2 separate regions of the Mus musculus genome follow, and region 1 is linked to region 2. A link is a contact called in public HiChIP or PLAC-seq data. All regions are on one chromosome and are shown on one strand. The core of a region is the stretch at or near the end of the contact, and the rest is flanking DNA. Distances in the headings are between cores, read along the strand shown. Region 1 has its middle 160 kb from the start of Dmrta1. Region 2 overlaps Gm34568 (predicted gene, 34568).

Region 1 (3,786 bases), core at 92-2,591, 530 kb after region 2:
TCATCTGGCTTGTATATTGTTTTTACAATCCTTTTTATGACCAGATATATTTCACTAGCAATTTCCATTCGTGTTTCCACCCCACCCCCAGGCTAGACTCTCAGGTTTGCATAGATCTTAATTACATAGATCAATGATTATAAAGATCATTCTATCTCAGAACGACTTCTCAAAACACAGTGTCTGAAAACAATGCTTGTGGGCAAATAGGTTATTTGAGAAGTGACTTCAAGAGATCAGAGAATGGATAAAGAGAGGGCGAATGGATAAAGAAGGAAGGAAGAGGATCCCTCCTTCCAGGGGAGATTGCTGTGGTGACTTCCACGAGAATCTTCACCATAGCAGCTCCGAGATGCTTCCCTTTGTCCCAACCTTCACTTGAATCCACAAGTCACACTGAATCTGATGTTTTTGTTTGAGGTTTGATCCCAGGGACTTTAGGACACACCCTGGCTGCACAGCCAGGGGCTGGGAATGTTATGGGACAAAAAGAAGACTCACAGGAATCTTGGTGGACTGTGCTTAGCACATGGTTGCATCCACTCTGCGTTTGTATACAGACTTCCACTGGCGAGGTGATCCCAGGAGTGTGGCACACGTAACAGATTCGGAAGCTAGCTGTCTATGCTGCTGCTCATGTAGTGTATGTGTACATGACTAAGCCCATTCACTAAAATGTGGGGTAACTTTGTTGTTATTGGATATTGCTTTTATTAGAAATAATAAGTCAGATTAGAAAGCCTGAATAGATTGTTGTATGAGGCTGGGATTCTTAGCTACAATTCAGAAGCAGTTAGTTGTATGGTATATAGAATCAGCTTTTCTTAAAATTGTAACTAATGAGAATTTCTTCTTACTGTTGCCCTCAGACCTAGGCCTGTGTGTATATGGTCTTGGTTTTTATCTATTCACAAACATTGCCTTTTAGGCACTTTGTACAAGGCTCTCTAATCAAAAGTAATTTCTGTGATTTCTGAAAACTTCTTATCGTTTTGTAGTTAAATTCTTACAAGATCCACCAGAATGGATCAGACATTTGGCTTGACTCTCACTTATATGCTGTTTTTACATTCCGGATTGTGGCTTCCCATTTTGTAAAAACCTGGTTAATTTTCAACTACTCTAATTACTAAGCTTTCAATTTCCCCTGATCCTTGAAGTTATACATTCTGTGTTCAATAAAAGTAATGTATTTCGGCTCCTCACTTAGATGCTTAGATCTGGAACCTAAGAGATTATAATTAGTTCACCCCTGTGCCTCACAGTGTAACATAGTGCGCTTAAAAATATTTATGCAATGCTTAGGGGAAACCCCTAAAATGTCTTCTCATCTTTGTAAGAAAATGGAGCTATAAAAACATTTCTGACTCATGTCTTCAGATGCATAAATGTTCCGTTTCTATTTAAGAAACTCTAGGCTTTAAAATACCAATGACTCAGCTTGCCAGGTGTCTGCAGACAGATTTTCTTTTTTAAGTTTTAAATCAAAATAGTGACTCAGGTAGTTTCAACAAAAGTGAGAAATGAGAAAACACGCAGATTATGCACACGATGAGTCAAATTTGACTTAGAAAGATACTGGTTGTGAAAGTCCATGTGTCTCATGTCACCATCTATCTGAGATCTCTCCTGTGTGTAGCAGTGCTCACCCATGGCACTGTCTTGAGTGCACTTGGCTACCCATGAGAATGGCCTTATTTATAACACACAAGGGGTTTTGAGCTGACCACATTAAAACTTTTTGTAAAGCTGACCATGTTCTCCAAGAATCCCTCTTAATACTTAGCTGCATCTCCTTCTTTCATAGTTTTATAGCTTGGAGGCTTTTAGAGCTCAAAGTTCCCCCGTTGTATACATTTATCTCCCATCCAAGTGCTAACCTGGCCTGCCCTTGCTTAGCTCCCAAGAACAAACAGAATTGTGCTAGTTCAGGGTCCAATGGACATAGACTGAACATATGTACCTATGGGTAGAAAAAGAAGCCTCCAGAGATATAACAGAGATAGAGTGAATAACCAATTTTTTTTTGATAAGGAAAATAATTCTTGAATTTTGACCCAGACTCTTTTCTTCAAAGTATCTTGTTTGCACAGCACTCTCGCTTCTTTGGCAGTAGAGGGAAAAGAAATCTTGCACATTTGGCAACTGTTTCCAAGTCTTTAGCCAGAGAAAAGTTTGCATCCCATGCCAAAGGTGAAGCTTTATAGTAGAGGTGATACCTGGTCTTCGCTGAAGCAAAATCACAAATGACTGGTGCAGACATAGATTATTTCTGTCTCCTTGCCAAATTCTAGCAATTTGAAAGAATAGCGACTCAACCCGTGGGCAGACAGGGCAGGATGCTAGAACGTGGTTCCCGTGATTGGGAAGCCAAGCCTGGTTGGCTCATCCTTCTGGGGTCCCGGGGGTCCTTGACGGCTTGCGGATGAGACTGAATCTAGAGGTCAAGCTGTTGTAGAAGCGGCACCCTCCCATTTGCCAGCCGTGTAGCTCTGAGTAAGCTTTGTCAGCCCCCTGAAGTTTACTCTCACATTTAACATTTTAAGCTCTGAAGAAAAATATGACCTTCCCATGGGCGCATCTGCTAATAAAGTGGGCTTAATAAATAGAAATCGCCTTAATAAACACAAGCACACAGTGAATTCATTCCATCTTTCTCCTGTTTATTTTTCTCCCTCCTCCTTTGTTTCTCTCCTCTTTATTCTTAACTTCCTGGTGTGTAAAAGATAAGAACACAACAAGATTTACTGGAGGCACAAACACACAGAACCACTCAGATAGTGCCTTGAGTTAGGGTGTTTTAATGACGTTTTATGCCCACCCAGCCAAACCCACTCTGTACTGACAGAGGAGATTGTAGGAACCACAAAGTTATTCATAGCGTGACTCTCAGGCCCCAGTAACCATTACTCACCCCAGAGCAAGAGAAAGTTCCAGAAACATTTCTTTTCATATAAGGATGGCAAGGAGGAAAATGATGACTTGTGAATCCTTCATCGTATCTTTAGATAAAATAAATGAATTACTGTCTATGAAACCGCTGGGCTGGGTTCACCTGATGTTCTGAAAGCAGAGTGTCATCTCAGTTCCCATTTATGCTGGCCCAAGTGATTATATCCCTGTCCAAACAGTCACAGCCAATTAGTATTGGACACTCTTGTGTGTGACAGCTACCTTCTATGCACATTCCATGTATTAACTTCCCTCGTTACCACAGCTACTGTACACGAAGGACACTGTTCTCATTCCAGTTTAACAAAGATGGAAATGAGACAGAGACTGAGATGGAAGAATAAGGACCAGGACACTCTAGCTTCATTATCTACCTCTCTCCATCACATCTCACAGAGATGTCATGTTCAGCTCCTGGAAGACCCTCTCACACCATCCCAAAAAGCCACCAGGAAGGCTGCTTATTCCGCAAATTCTCCTTTCTGTTATTCTCTATTTGGACAGATGCTATTATTCATAAAAGTACATCTAGGCAATGTATTGTATCATGTATGCATTTCTCTTCACCAGAGTGTAAAGACTGGCCCATGATACACAGTCTGGTACAAAGGAAGTACTAAATAATTGTATTGCACAAAAGAGGGGCATGTGTTGGATTTTGAGGGTGTGGTGGTACGAATGTGCATATATAGTTGTTATTAGGCAGTTTATGTTGAACTGGAATTTTCACAGCTCATATTATGCAGAAGGAGCCTACATCCCCCAACCCTAACTCCGTGGCAGCTTATTTTTCTAAGGAAAAGGAGAAATCAGCAGAGACTTTAATATTTTCTT
Region 2 (3,727 bases), core at 942-3,441:
TTTCACCTCTAAGCATACATTATAATAAAATTAAATTACATTGGTGGATAATAAGAAAAAAAATGTGATGCAATGGACAGTGGAAGAAAAGGGGGAAAGCTCCTACCTCCAGTGGCTTATCCTAAACTCCACTAAGTAGACTATTCTCAGTGGACTTTGGAATGGGGCTGCATGGACAAACAGCATTCTGGTCTCATAGAAACAGAACTGCCCAGTTTTCCATAGCAGCAGCATCTATTAGCAGGGATCAAGCTTAATACAGGAAATTATCCCAAACTCATAATGCCATTTTTATCAAATGCAATACTTCCACCATATTTGCATATCGCCTTACAGACAAGTTGTCTGCATGGAGTGATCACAACTTAAAGTCAATATGGCTCATTTATGGCTGGATCAGAGAACAACTTGGTGACTAAAATGTGCAAACAGAAATGTAGACAGGGATGTCTAAGCTACTGCTCCAATATCGGAGCATGCTCATTTCACTTAGAGAAAGGTTGAAGTCTTTCCTTAGACAGAAGAAACCCACTGGGCCCTAATCAATGGGAAGTATTTAAAAATCAATGGATCTGTGCACGCATGAGTGTGTGTGCATCTGGGCACACACACCCCATACCATTGATTCAGTACATTATTACAAGATTTCATTTTATAGCCATATTTGTAATTATCTATTTTCAACAAGCTGCTTGAAGGAAAGTCTCATTTGCCCTATGCATGTTTCACTACAATGTGTTATATACGTAAATAAGCAATAAATGTTTTTCATAACTAAACTGAATCAAATGACTTTCCAGTCGTTTTCAACTGACATGGTTCTCAAGCATTGTAGTCTCTAATTCCTTGCTGGGCATGAGACACTCAGTGATTTAGTCACCACATGACAATGCATGAATCGATGCCGATGAGGGCTAAATGTCACTTTTGCAATACTTACAAGGCTGCTGGTGTACAACAAGACTTTTGTCTCAAGTCAGATCTAACGAGGCAAGTTGTTTGTACATGCTAATGGAATAGATGCCCTCATTTGTTCTTGCAGCAATTGCAGCATGATTACTACTTATAAAGACCCCCCGGGGGATGTGCATTTTTTTTTGCAAGCTATAAGCTCTTCCTCACTTAAGCTTTTCTTTACTTTAAAGAATGAACATTTTTAAAGGCAACTATATTTGTTTTAAAGGACTAACAGCAATTGCAACCAAGCAATAATTTTGAACTTTTGATTATTGTCAGCAATTTGCTTTAGAGTGACTAAAGCCTAAAAATTGGTTCAAATATCTACTTCATAGACATTAAAAAAAAGTTGGCTGACTCAAATACGTTCTGAACTCTCTATTGAAGAGGCAACCTCTCAGCTAGGGGCCTACAAAATTCTCACTTAGCTTGCTCTCTGGAGCTGTGGAACACCACCACACTTCCTCAGTTCCCTGGTAGCAGATTAGTACCTCCTGCCCTGTCTATAGAAACCCAGCAGGACGTTTCTATAGATACCACCTTGCCTTCCTTTTATTGGGTTTTCAGTGGTTCTATCTTTAACCATACCTACACTTTCAAAGAGCTAGGCAGGCTGCTTGGCTTCAGTGCAAATGCAAACGCTGAGATGGCTCAGCCTACTTTTATTCTAAAAAGGAACGCACAAATAGGAAGAGTGATGCTGCAAAGAGAGAACACTACAGAATTGCTGTAGTAGAGATCAAGTACCACGCCAGATGCACAAGTAGAAGATGAGTTTAATTGGTTATCTACTACAAGAGTTCTAACCTAAATGATCAGAACCAAGAATTTCACTGAGTTTCTAGAAGTATCTTGGGTAGATGATCTTATTTCAACTCATTAAAACAGCCCCATTTACCTAATTCAACTGAATTGTTGGACCATCACCTTTTTCAGGAGAACATGAAAGTCAAGAATTAGTTGCTCTCTGCTTCCAAATGCTGTTTACTTCAGAAAGCTCCAGCCAACTACATTTCCTGTCTTGGTCTCTTTTTTCACACGTTTCTCTTTCCGGCTTTATTTTTTTCACTTGACCTTTCCTCTCAATATCTTTTCAATTTTCAAAGAGGCATGTGTTGGGGCACAGTTGGATTTGGGCAATAGGCTTAGGGCAGGAAGGTGTGGTTAGGGTGGAGGGGGTAAGAAGCCATTCTGGCTGCTTTATTTTCTCATCTCAAGTCCTGGTAAAAGGCAGGCTTTGTATGTGTGGGTGTTTTTCTATGATGTGCAAGTACGCACAACTCTATTTTCTCAAGTGAGTAACTATGAGTGTACATATCTTGGAATAATCCACAAATTTATGTAAGCTACAAAGGAAACTGCACACTCACAGGAAATTTTACTTGATTCACAGCTTTACAGACAATGCAACCAGTTAGTGTCTACCGAACTAGTTACATAGAGAAGAGCATGCTTTCTTTTTATTTTATTCTTAATGGAAATAAGTAACTCATTTGCTTGGAAAGAAATCACTTTGTTGAATAAATGCCTTCATAAGCCCAGGACAAATTTAATTCAGTATTGTTTGGGTTATAGCAACAGAATGCAACATTGTTAATTTTCCAACAAAAAGGGGGTAACTTAGTGATTCACAATAAATTTCCAAGACAATATGTGCAGAAATCCTTGTGGAAAAATGCTTTTAAGTATTGCTTATGATTTGAGTGAGAGGGCAGGGATAGAGATTTAGAATTTCTCAAAGAATGTTGGAGCAGAGTGAGCCCTTAGGAACCCTGGGTACAGTCCCTCATTTTATAAATAGATACTATCTACCTCTTAAATGAGGAAGAGGAGGAGCCTAATGTTTCTGCACTTTCCGTTAAATCTATATAGCCCATTAAAAAGTAAAACATGTACTCATCTGCATTATATTTAAATCATGAATATATTATATAGAAATCTAAACCAGGCATACATATCTGTCTTTTGAAGCACCTATCATTTCTTGTACACACACACACACACACACACGGGGGGGAGGGGGATGCGTATTCAATCTTGGGAGCCATTCACATTACTGTTTTTTGTTTTAAATTTTTTCTTAGTTTTTTTTTTAAGAGTTCCATGCCATATGTTTTAATCATATTCACTGCCCCCCCCCCCAAACTCTTCTCCAATTCATCAGTCTCTTCCCAACTCAACAAACTTTGTAATTTTTTTCAATCTTTCATGGACAATTTCTGTTTTTGAGACAGGGTCTCTGAGGTCTAGAGCTTACCAAGTGGGCTGACCAAGGGGGCCGGCAAGTCCCAGGGCTGGGCTTATCTTTGCTTTCCCGGTACTGGGATCATGAATACGTGGCAGGACACCAGCTGTTTTCCATGAGTTCTGGGAATCAAATTCAGGCCCTTGTTCCTATAAGGCAAACACTTTACAAACAGAACCTAGGCCCACTTATTACTTCCTGGTGGGGAAATGTTCAAACTCTTTTCTGTGAGACAAAGAGTAAGAGAATATGTTATTACCTATTGTCACTGTCCTGTGCAACACACCACTAGAACTTTTTTTCTACCTAACTGTAAGTTAATACCTGATAATTAGCCTCTTTCCGTTCTTTCTCCCTCCCTACACTTACCAGCCTCTGGTAATTATCATTTCACTCTTCATTTCTAAGAGATGGATTTTTTTTTCTCCTCTGCTGTTAGTGAGGTCACGCAGGTGCGGGACTTTCTGTGCCTGCTCATTTCACTTAACATAATGACCTCTGGTTTCATCAGTGCTGCTACAAACC

The links. HiChIP or PLAC-seq counts read pairs in DNA pulled down with a chosen protein or histone mark.
Region 1: a contact with region 2 is called in a CTCF HiChIP or PLAC-seq map of the NIH/3T3 cell line, with 6 read pairs. The contact joins two enhancer-like sites. A contact is called at or near these places in 1 of 15 datasets of contacts at CTCF or cohesin (the NIH/3T3 cell line) and 2 of 115 datasets of contacts at active chromatin or transcription factors (bone marrow-derived macrophages and effector CD8 T cells).

The regions. Positions count from the first base shown.
Region 1 is chr4:89,528,825-89,532,610 of GRCm38.p6, forward strand. No RefSeq gene overlaps it. Among named protein-coding and RNA genes, the nearest start is that of Dmrta1, 160 kb to the right of the region's middle. Within about 2 kb of position 1,342, at least 20 of the 459 cell types and tissues checked have an H3K27ac peak or open chromatin away from gene starts, as enhancers often do. A contact at or near this core is called in the NIH/3T3 cell line, where this site is marked.
Region 2 is chr4:88,999,485-89,003,211 of GRCm38.p6, forward strand. All of the region lies in intron 1 of Gm34568 (predicted gene, 34568), which reads left to right. Among named protein-coding and RNA genes, the nearest start is that of Gm34568, 45 kb to the left of the region's middle. Within about 2 kb of position 2,192, at least 33 of the 459 cell types and tissues checked have an H3K27ac peak or open chromatin away from gene starts, as enhancers often do. A contact at or near this core is called in the NIH/3T3 cell line, where this site is marked.